Regions from separate parts of the Oryctolagus cuniculus genome. Here region 2 is linked to region 1. A link is a contact called in public Micro-C data. All regions are on one chromosome and are shown on one strand. The core of a region is the stretch at or near the end of the contact, and the rest is flanking DNA. Distances in the headings are between cores, read along the strand shown.

What was found. A called contact is a pair of places that touch in the nucleus more often than the background predicts.
Region 2: a Micro-C map of ear pinna shows a contact between it and region 1, with 5 times the contacts expected there. The contact joins the promoter of USP30 here to the promoter of SART3 in region 1. A contact is called at or near these places in 2 of 6 Hi-C or Micro-C datasets (ear pinna and an unstated tissue).

Annotation. Positions count from the first base shown.
Region 1 is chr21:17,762,037-17,766,002 of mOryCun1.1, reverse strand. It overlaps SART3 (spliceosome associated factor 3, U4/U6 recycling protein), which reads left to right and starts at 1,563. Exons shown (of 19, transcript XM_017338061.3): 1 at 1,563-1,914. The coding sequence starts at 1,597. It overlaps ISCU (iron-sulfur cluster assembly enzyme), which reads right to left and starts at 327. Exons shown (of 5, transcript XM_002722120.5): 1 at 124-327. The coding sequence starts at 237.
Region 2 is chr21:18,126,203-18,129,981 of mOryCun1.1, reverse strand. It overlaps USP30 (ubiquitin specific peptidase 30), which reads right to left and starts at 2,208. Exons shown (of 13, transcript XM_070066013.1): 1 at 2,034-2,208. The coding sequence starts at 2,116. It overlaps LOC138847424 (a long non-coding RNA gene), which reads left to right and starts at 2,278. Exons shown (of 2, transcript XR_011385235.1): 1 at 2,278-2,870; 2 at 3,000-3,259.

The DNA.
Region 1 (3,966 bases), core at 314-2,813:
AGCGGGCGCCGATGGCCCCTGCTGCCTCGGCCACTTCCACCTGCCGTGGACGGAAGTGTCGGCTGGGATCCGGGGACGCCTGGGTGCCCTCGGCCGCTCGCGCACCCCTAGGCTCGCCCCTACCTTCTTGTGATAGAGCCGGGCCGGAGCGGACAGCTCCCGGGCGGGCAGGCGCGGGCTCCGCAGCAGCAGGGCCGACGCCGCTCTCCGCAGACGGCCAGCTCCAGCCGCCGCCATCTCTCCGGCGAGCCCCTGAGCCGCCCCAGAGCGACGCCGAGGGGCGGGGCGCGCGCGCGCGTGCGAGTCGGGCTGACGTCAGCGCGCCTGCGCCCGCCCACTCCGTGCGCGCGTCCGCGCTGTGGCCTCGCCTTGGCCACGCCCCTCGGGGGCGGGGCGTGGGAAGCGCGGGAGGGCTTGCTGCGGGGCGTTGGGGTCTGGGTTGGGGTCTGGGGATTCCGCGGCGGCCGGGCTGAGAGGGTGCAAGGCCGCATTCTAGAGGCGGACCCGGTACAACTTTGCAGTGCGCCATTGAGGCTCAGAGTGCTCGCGCGGAGACCTAGGCTCAGTGGGGACAATTGGTGACCCCAGCTCCGGGATCCGCCCCTCCCCGGCTGTGCGCCCTGGGCGGCTGGTGCCAGTTCACCAAGCGTAATCCGTGGTAATTCTAGGACAATTGTTTTAGCCACGCGGCAAATACATATTAAGTGCCGGCGCTAGACAGAGTGGAGGATTTGCACGGAAAGCAAACCCCACCGTTCTGGTCCCTTTACGCTTGGTAATGAGGGAGAAAGGCAGTGAATGAACACACACGCACACACACCAATATTTCCCTACCTCAAAAATGGGACGCTTCTTAAGGAGGAATCAAACACCAATCCCTTATTTTCCAAACAATGTCTAGATTGTATCTCTGTTGAGATCTCCTTACAGAACAGCAAACTCCTAATTTATAGGACAAGGCATGGCAATGAGGAGCCACTAAAGACATGTTTATTCATGGACTCTATTGATGCTGGCTTGCATAAGGCGATGTGATAAAATTGGAAAATTCAAACACTTAACGTCTACCAGGTACGAGGCATTGCATAGAAAGGGAGGCTCTCTTAGGGAAGTGAGTTTGTCCCGTGAATGGTGCAGTCGATCCTTCCCGGAGGATTTGTTTTCTTAGCGTTTGAGCCTCAGTTGCTGGGAGACCGAGCTCCGCTCCGAGTCCGGCTAGGCTTTAAGAAAACATTTATTTACAGGAATCCTTTGACCTTCTCAAGATGGCGCCAAGCCCGTCACTGCAGACACCACGCTCACTCCACGACTTCCTCTATGGCCGCCACTTCCTGTCCAAAGACCCAACTTCTGTCCGGAGTTGTGCCGGAAGACCTGTCATATTAAGGAGCCTTTTCTTCGCCGGAGGTTTCTGAAAGTATATTAAAATAATACGAACTGCGTACTTTTGTCTGTTTTCTTGTCCTCTGAGGCTCCCAGTTTCCCTTTCGGTGGCAAGAAAGCGGGGGTTTTGGTCAGGCGCGCGCCGCGGGCAGCCTCGCCCTCAGCCGGGTCTTCGGCGGCCGAGGGAAGACCCGGGAGTCCCTGAAGCGCAAGATGGCGACGGCGGCTGCATCTTCGGCTTCGGAACCCGAGGCCGAGCCCCAGGCCGGGCCCCAGGCCGAGGGAGAGGAGGATGAGGTCAAGGCGGCCAGGACGAGGAGGAAGGTGTTGTCGCGGGCTGTGGCCGCTGCGACGTCCAAGACCATGGGGCCAGGGTGGGACCAGCCGCAAGAGGAAGGCATGAGCGAGAGCGATGGGGATGAGGAGTACGCCATGGCCTCCTCGGCGGAGAGCTCCCCCGGGGAGTACGAATGGGAGTACGACGAAGAGGACGAGAAGAACCAGCTGGAGATCGAGCGGCTGGAGGAGCAGGTGGGCCCTCGCTCCGGGGCCCCGGCCCGCCCCGCGGTCGCGAAAGCCGGCAGGCCGCCGGGCATCCCCGCAGCTGCGGTCCTGGATCGCCGCCTGCGGCCCTGGTGCTTCGCAGGCGTTGCCCGGTGGAGGCTCGGTGACGGGAGCGGTGCTAGCGCCGCTTCACGCCGGAGGCCGAGGACGGGTCGGGCCGCCGGTACTTTGAGCCGCTCGGAACCGCCCGGGTAAAGTTGGGTCTTGTTAGGATGGAGTCCTTTTCCTGTGGGCATGGTAACGGGGGTCCAGCGCAGCGGGGGAGGGAAGATAGCGGTTGAGACGGTGGTCGCGGGCGCGGAAAGGGGGACAGAGGTTTGCCCCGCTTTTGGTAGCTTGGGCGGAGTGCTTAACGCCCCTGGCCCGGGCTGCCCCGTCTGCCGGTTGGGAAACGTTGTGTCCAGCCCCGAGGGGGTGTAGGGAGTGACCGGTCCCGTCGATGGTTGTGTGCAAAGAGCTCCCGAGATGTGCTGAGAGCTTCGGTCGTTGGTGCACGCTCAGTGTCACAGCAGAGGTTGGGATGGGGGAAGCGGTACGCTAACCTTTCCCCTCCCTCCGAGCTTCTGCTGGGGCGTCCTGCTGGGCAAACCCCCACTGGGCGCCCGGTGCTGGGGGGCCCGGGGCAGGGTGGGGAGCGTGGGGCGCCAGCGAGGCGGGAAGAAGCCGAGGCTTTGCTCCAAGTCGCTCAGAGTGGGGTTTGGACCCTGGCCGGCTCGGGGGTGTGAGGCTGCTCACCCAGGTTCTCACTCAGCCCCGCCCGGGGTCGCTTGGTTGGGATGCCTCCCTAGCACTGATGTTTTTTTTAAGCCCTGGATAGCAGTGCGATCCGTGCCCGGGAGCTGTTCCCAGAGGAACCAGTGGCTCCATTTCTGGTCAGTAGAAACGGCCACTGGTTTTGGTATGCGGAAGCGCAGGTGTCTGATGCAGCGAATACAGGGCGACCCGGGCGCCGCGCGGGCTGTGTTCCCGCCCTCCGACTGCTGGCCCTGGTGCTTGACTGCACTCCTCCACGAGCTGGGGCGGCGGGGCCCCCTGTTTTAGCAGGAGGGGCGTCTTGACACCAGGGCGAGGCTGCTCAGCTCCCTGGGGGCGGAGGAGGGGTCAGAGGCCGCGCCTCCTGTTGCTGGTGCACAGCGGTTGCCCGTCCGGCCTCAGGCCGCCCAGGGTGGGTGTGGAAGGCCCACAAGCTGGGGCCTGGCAGGTGGTCTGAGCTGACGAGGCCTCCGGCTTCGGAAATGAACTTTGCCAGTTTTTCCAACCCTCTCCCCTTCCTCATTCTGACCCCCCGGCCCCTCGTTTTCCTAACTGCCTTGCTGTTGGGGCCGTAATTACCTGTAGCGTGAGATAGACCCCTTAGCACTTGCTGGCTCTGCTTGTGAGTTCTGGCTCTCCTCCCTGAGTGTATTTTATGAAAGCTGTTATTTTTTTAAAAGGTTTATTTATTTTTTTTTAAAGACAGAATTACGGAGAGGCAGGGGTGGGGTGGGGGGAGGTCTTCCATCCATTGGTTCACTCCCTAAATGGCTGCAATGGCCAGAGCTGGGCTGATCCGAAGCCAGGAGCCAGGTGCCTCTTCCGGGTCTCCCATGTGGGTCCAGAGGCCCAACCACTTGGGCCATCCTCCACTGCTTTCCCAGGCAATCAGTAGGGAGCTGGATCAGAAGTGGAGCAGCCGGGTCTAGAACTACACCCACATGAGATGCTGGCACTGCAGACGGCAGCTTTACCCACTACGCCACAGCATCAGCCCTGAAAACTGCTATTTACTGTGGTACCTGCTGTGAACAGAAGCAGAGATCTAGGAGTGGGGTCTCAGATGCCCTGAGCCGATTTCTCCGAAGGGCACCGGGATGGTGGCTTTGCAGCCACGTGTGACCCAAGCTCGCACCCGGTAGTGAGGACCTGGTACGAGTGGTTTCAGCTCTCTGAGCCCGGGACATTGCGGTTGGTCGACTGAAGGCAGGGGTAGGGCCTCCCTCACAGGACTCACAGGACGGCCGTGGCCTGAAGTCACTCAGT
Region 2 (3,779 bases), core at 959-3,458, 360 kb before region 1:
AGGCTTGAACACTGAAGTCATTCTTTCAGTACACAGTTTTTCTAAAGTTAAGTGCCTCCGCCAAGTTAGCCAAAGCACGTCCTCATACCAGGATCTGGATCACGTGACCTTGGCTTTGACCTCAGGTCAGCCAAGAGTCACTGGACATCACAGTGGCTCTCCCTTACACCAATCAACATTTTTTCGTGTCATAGCTGGTAACTGAATTTCAAACACATTTTTGTGCTTCTAAGACAGAATCAATAGATTTTGTACAGAACTTGGTTAGGAAAGTGGGGTCAGGGGCCGCCCTTGTGGTACAGCAGGTTAAGCTGCTACCTGGGACGCCAGCATCCCACGTGGATGCTGGTTCGAGTCCCGGCTGCTCTACTCCCGATCCAGCTCCCTGCTAATGCCCCTGGGAAGGCAGCAGAGGACGGCCCCTCTGACCCATGGGGGAGACACTGATGGAGCTCCAGGATCCTGGCTTTGGCCTGGCCCAGCCCCCGCTGTTGCAGCCATTTGAGGAGTGACCAGCAGATGGAAGATCTCTGTCTCTCCTTCTCTCTCTCTAACTCTTCCTTCCAAATAAAATACATAAATATTTTAAAAAGAAGAGGAAGAAAGTGGAGTCACATGAATCTGGCTCAATCTTTGCTGTTTCGCCCCCTAAGCCTCCGCTTCCCCATCTTTACAATGGGCACAATCGGAGGGACGCTGTGGGGACGGACCAGGCCTGACGCACAGGCTGGGGTAAGAGCTTAGCAAACATTAGCTGCTGTATTAGGAAGGCTTCTCATTCCAGGTTCACCCATCAAAGCCACTTGTGGGGTTTCTCACTGCATCACTGTGCTTTTACGCAACACACACTCCCAGAAGTCCCCAGCAAGGTTGAAGAATTCTGTCCCTGCAGGGCTAGGGCACTTTGCTTCAAAACCCTCTCATCAAACACAGGTGTTCACGCACACGCACCCCGAGCCAGGCACTGTGACCCCGTCATCTCTTTCTGCAAACAACAACCCCACGAGGCGGCTGCCACCACCACCCGCGGATTCAAACTCAGAGCCAAGGCCAAGCCGGTCACAGCGCGTCAGAGGACACGGCCTGAAACCACGCGGGGTCCGGCTCGCCACTCCGTGCTTACAGTCCTGGAGGTGGAGGAATGGGACTGGAGGCAGGACTGGCCGGCGGGCAAAACCCCAGGAAGCTCCAGTCGTTAGCAAAATGACAGGGGGGGAGGGGGGCTGGGCGAGGCGTCAGCTGGCTTTTCCTCCCGGCCATGCCACCAGCTGAGCTTAGGGGGGCTCAGGCCAGGCTGCCTCAAAGCCCATTCCCCACGCACAGAATGGGGGCCCTGGGCAGGACAGCCTCGGGGGCGCCCAGCCCTGGGATAATGGGTGCGTTAGCCCTGCTCCAGTTCCAGAGGAGGCGGATCCACGTGTGCAACAGGTCTCAGCCATTCAGGGTGGGCAGCGGGGGCCTGGTGCTCAGCTCTGCCCAGCCCTGGGGGTGGGGGGAGGCAGTGAACAGAAGGAGGGGGTCGCAGGCTCTGACAGCGACAACAGGGGAGGGGCTTGCGGGGAGGAGCCCCGCGCGGGATAGCGAGCCTCCAGGCCGACTTGGAGAGCCTGGCCAGACCGGGGGACCCTGGCTGGGGCAGGGAGGGGGACAGAAGGGTCGGGGTCCCCCCAAAGGACTGCGGGGTCCTGGCAGTCTCGGGGCGGTGGGGGGTGGGGGCACGGGCAGCACTGTCAGAATTCGGGCTTTGACAGGACCGTGGCCCTGGGGGTGCTGGGGCCCACCCTGGCTCACGGCGCGGGTCGGGGGCTGACTTTCCTTCCCGAGGAACGCAGACAGAACTGGGGCTGCTGGAGGCCCCGAGAGGCCTGCGTCCTTTCCGCCTCGGTCCCGGGCCCCCGACCCTGCTGGACGCAGACGCCTCCGGAGCACCCCCTCGGGCCTGCGGACCCCGACTGGGGCGTGAGAAGGCCGCCAGAGGCCCGGCTGGGCACCCCGATCCTGGCCTCTCCGGCCGCCCCGCCCCCAAAGCTCACCTGACTGCGGCCCCGGTCCGCAAGAAGCGCTGGATGGCCCTGTCAGCTGCGGTCATCGCCGCCCCAGCCCGGGAACTGAGCATTGCGGCCGAGCCTGAGGCCCGCTGCCGCCCCCGCCGCGACCGCTGCCGCCGGACCCGAAGGCTCCTAGGGCTCCAAGCCTCCCAGGGCTCCCCAGGCGGCGGAACCCACGGCCACGTCCCAGATCCTCGGGGGAAGGTAGGCCAACGGACGCACGCCCCCCCCCCCCCGTCCCCGTGAGGACCGGAAGTAGCTACCACCGGAGACCAATAGCTGACGGACCACGACCTGGTTCTACCTTCCCCTTAGCAACGGGCGCCGGCGTCGGTTGCTAAGGGAGGTCCGGGACCCTCGGGTCCTCCTCGTTTAGATTTTGCCCAGACACAGCGCTCCGAAGAGGGACCTTGGGCCATGGTTTGAGATTTTCAGTGTGGAGAGGGAGGCCACTTTTCAAAGGTGAGGTCTTGCACGTTCAGTTGTTCCTGTGGTCAGCGGAAGTGGATGGAGAGGGAGGGCCTGCCATGGCGGTGGCGCGTCTCTGACAGCATCAGCAGGGCACCCGCGGCGATCGTAGCCGCCACGCTTACTGCTGGCTTGGGTGCCGGGGTACTGCTAACATGGCACGCCCCTTATTCACATGGACTGTTCACACCGACCACAGCATCGCCCACATTCACATCCCAGGAAGCCCAGGACATTTGGAAAAGTATCAAGTCTCTGGATACAGCTCGAGAGTGCCTAGGGAGCTGTGAGATCCGTCAAGTCTGCGTCTGCAGAACAAAGATGTTCAAAACAAATAGAATGAGACCCACTCAGGTGATTAAACTTGTAGCCAGACTCAAGCAAGAGGTGAACCTCTTAACCGTGTTTTACCGGGAATAGGCGTGCGGTGCAGTGGTTACATTGTCACCCGGGACGCCTGCAACTCTGAGTGTCTGCTTCCAGTCCTGGCTTCTCGGTGCTTCCGATTCAGCTTCCTGCTGGTGGACACCCTGGGAGGCAGTGGAAGATGGTCTGAGTCGTTGGGCCCCTGCACCCATGTTGGAGACCTGGAAGAAGCTCCTGGCTCCTGGCTTTGGATGGGCACAGCTCCGCCTTTGCAGCCATCTGAGTAGTGAACCAGTGGATGGAAGACCTCTCTGTCTGTCTCTATCTCTCTCTGTAACTCTTTCAAATAAATAAGATAAATCTTAAAAAAAAGAAAACACTGTCATATCAATGAGATAATTTACCATATGTTTTTGTGCTAGGTATGTCTCAACTTGGACCACCCACTACCTTTCACGTGCTCCGTCTGTGGCCAGTGGCTGGCTACCCACTGGACAGCACTGCTGATGGAGCATTAGCACCAAAGAGATTTTTCCTTTCCACGTAATCACTTTTGCAATTCCAGACCAAGTAATTGCACCTGCTTTAGTAAAAAAAAATTAACATATTAGCTCAGTGATTCTCAAAGTGTTTTGTCTTTGGATCCCTTGAAATTGTTTTCTTGTTCATGTGAGTTCTATCTAACCATTTAAAATTAATTGAAATTGAGAAATTGTTTTTGACCCCTTACATAAAAGTATAATTTACAAGGCAAAGTTTGCTTGTTTTTAGTTTACAATTCTGAGTTTCTATAAACACAGTCACGTAACCAACACCACAATCAAAATGGAGAATCACCTCTGCCTTCAAATCCCCCCCCCCCCGTCTCTCTGTAATCAACCCCACCACCCACCTCCA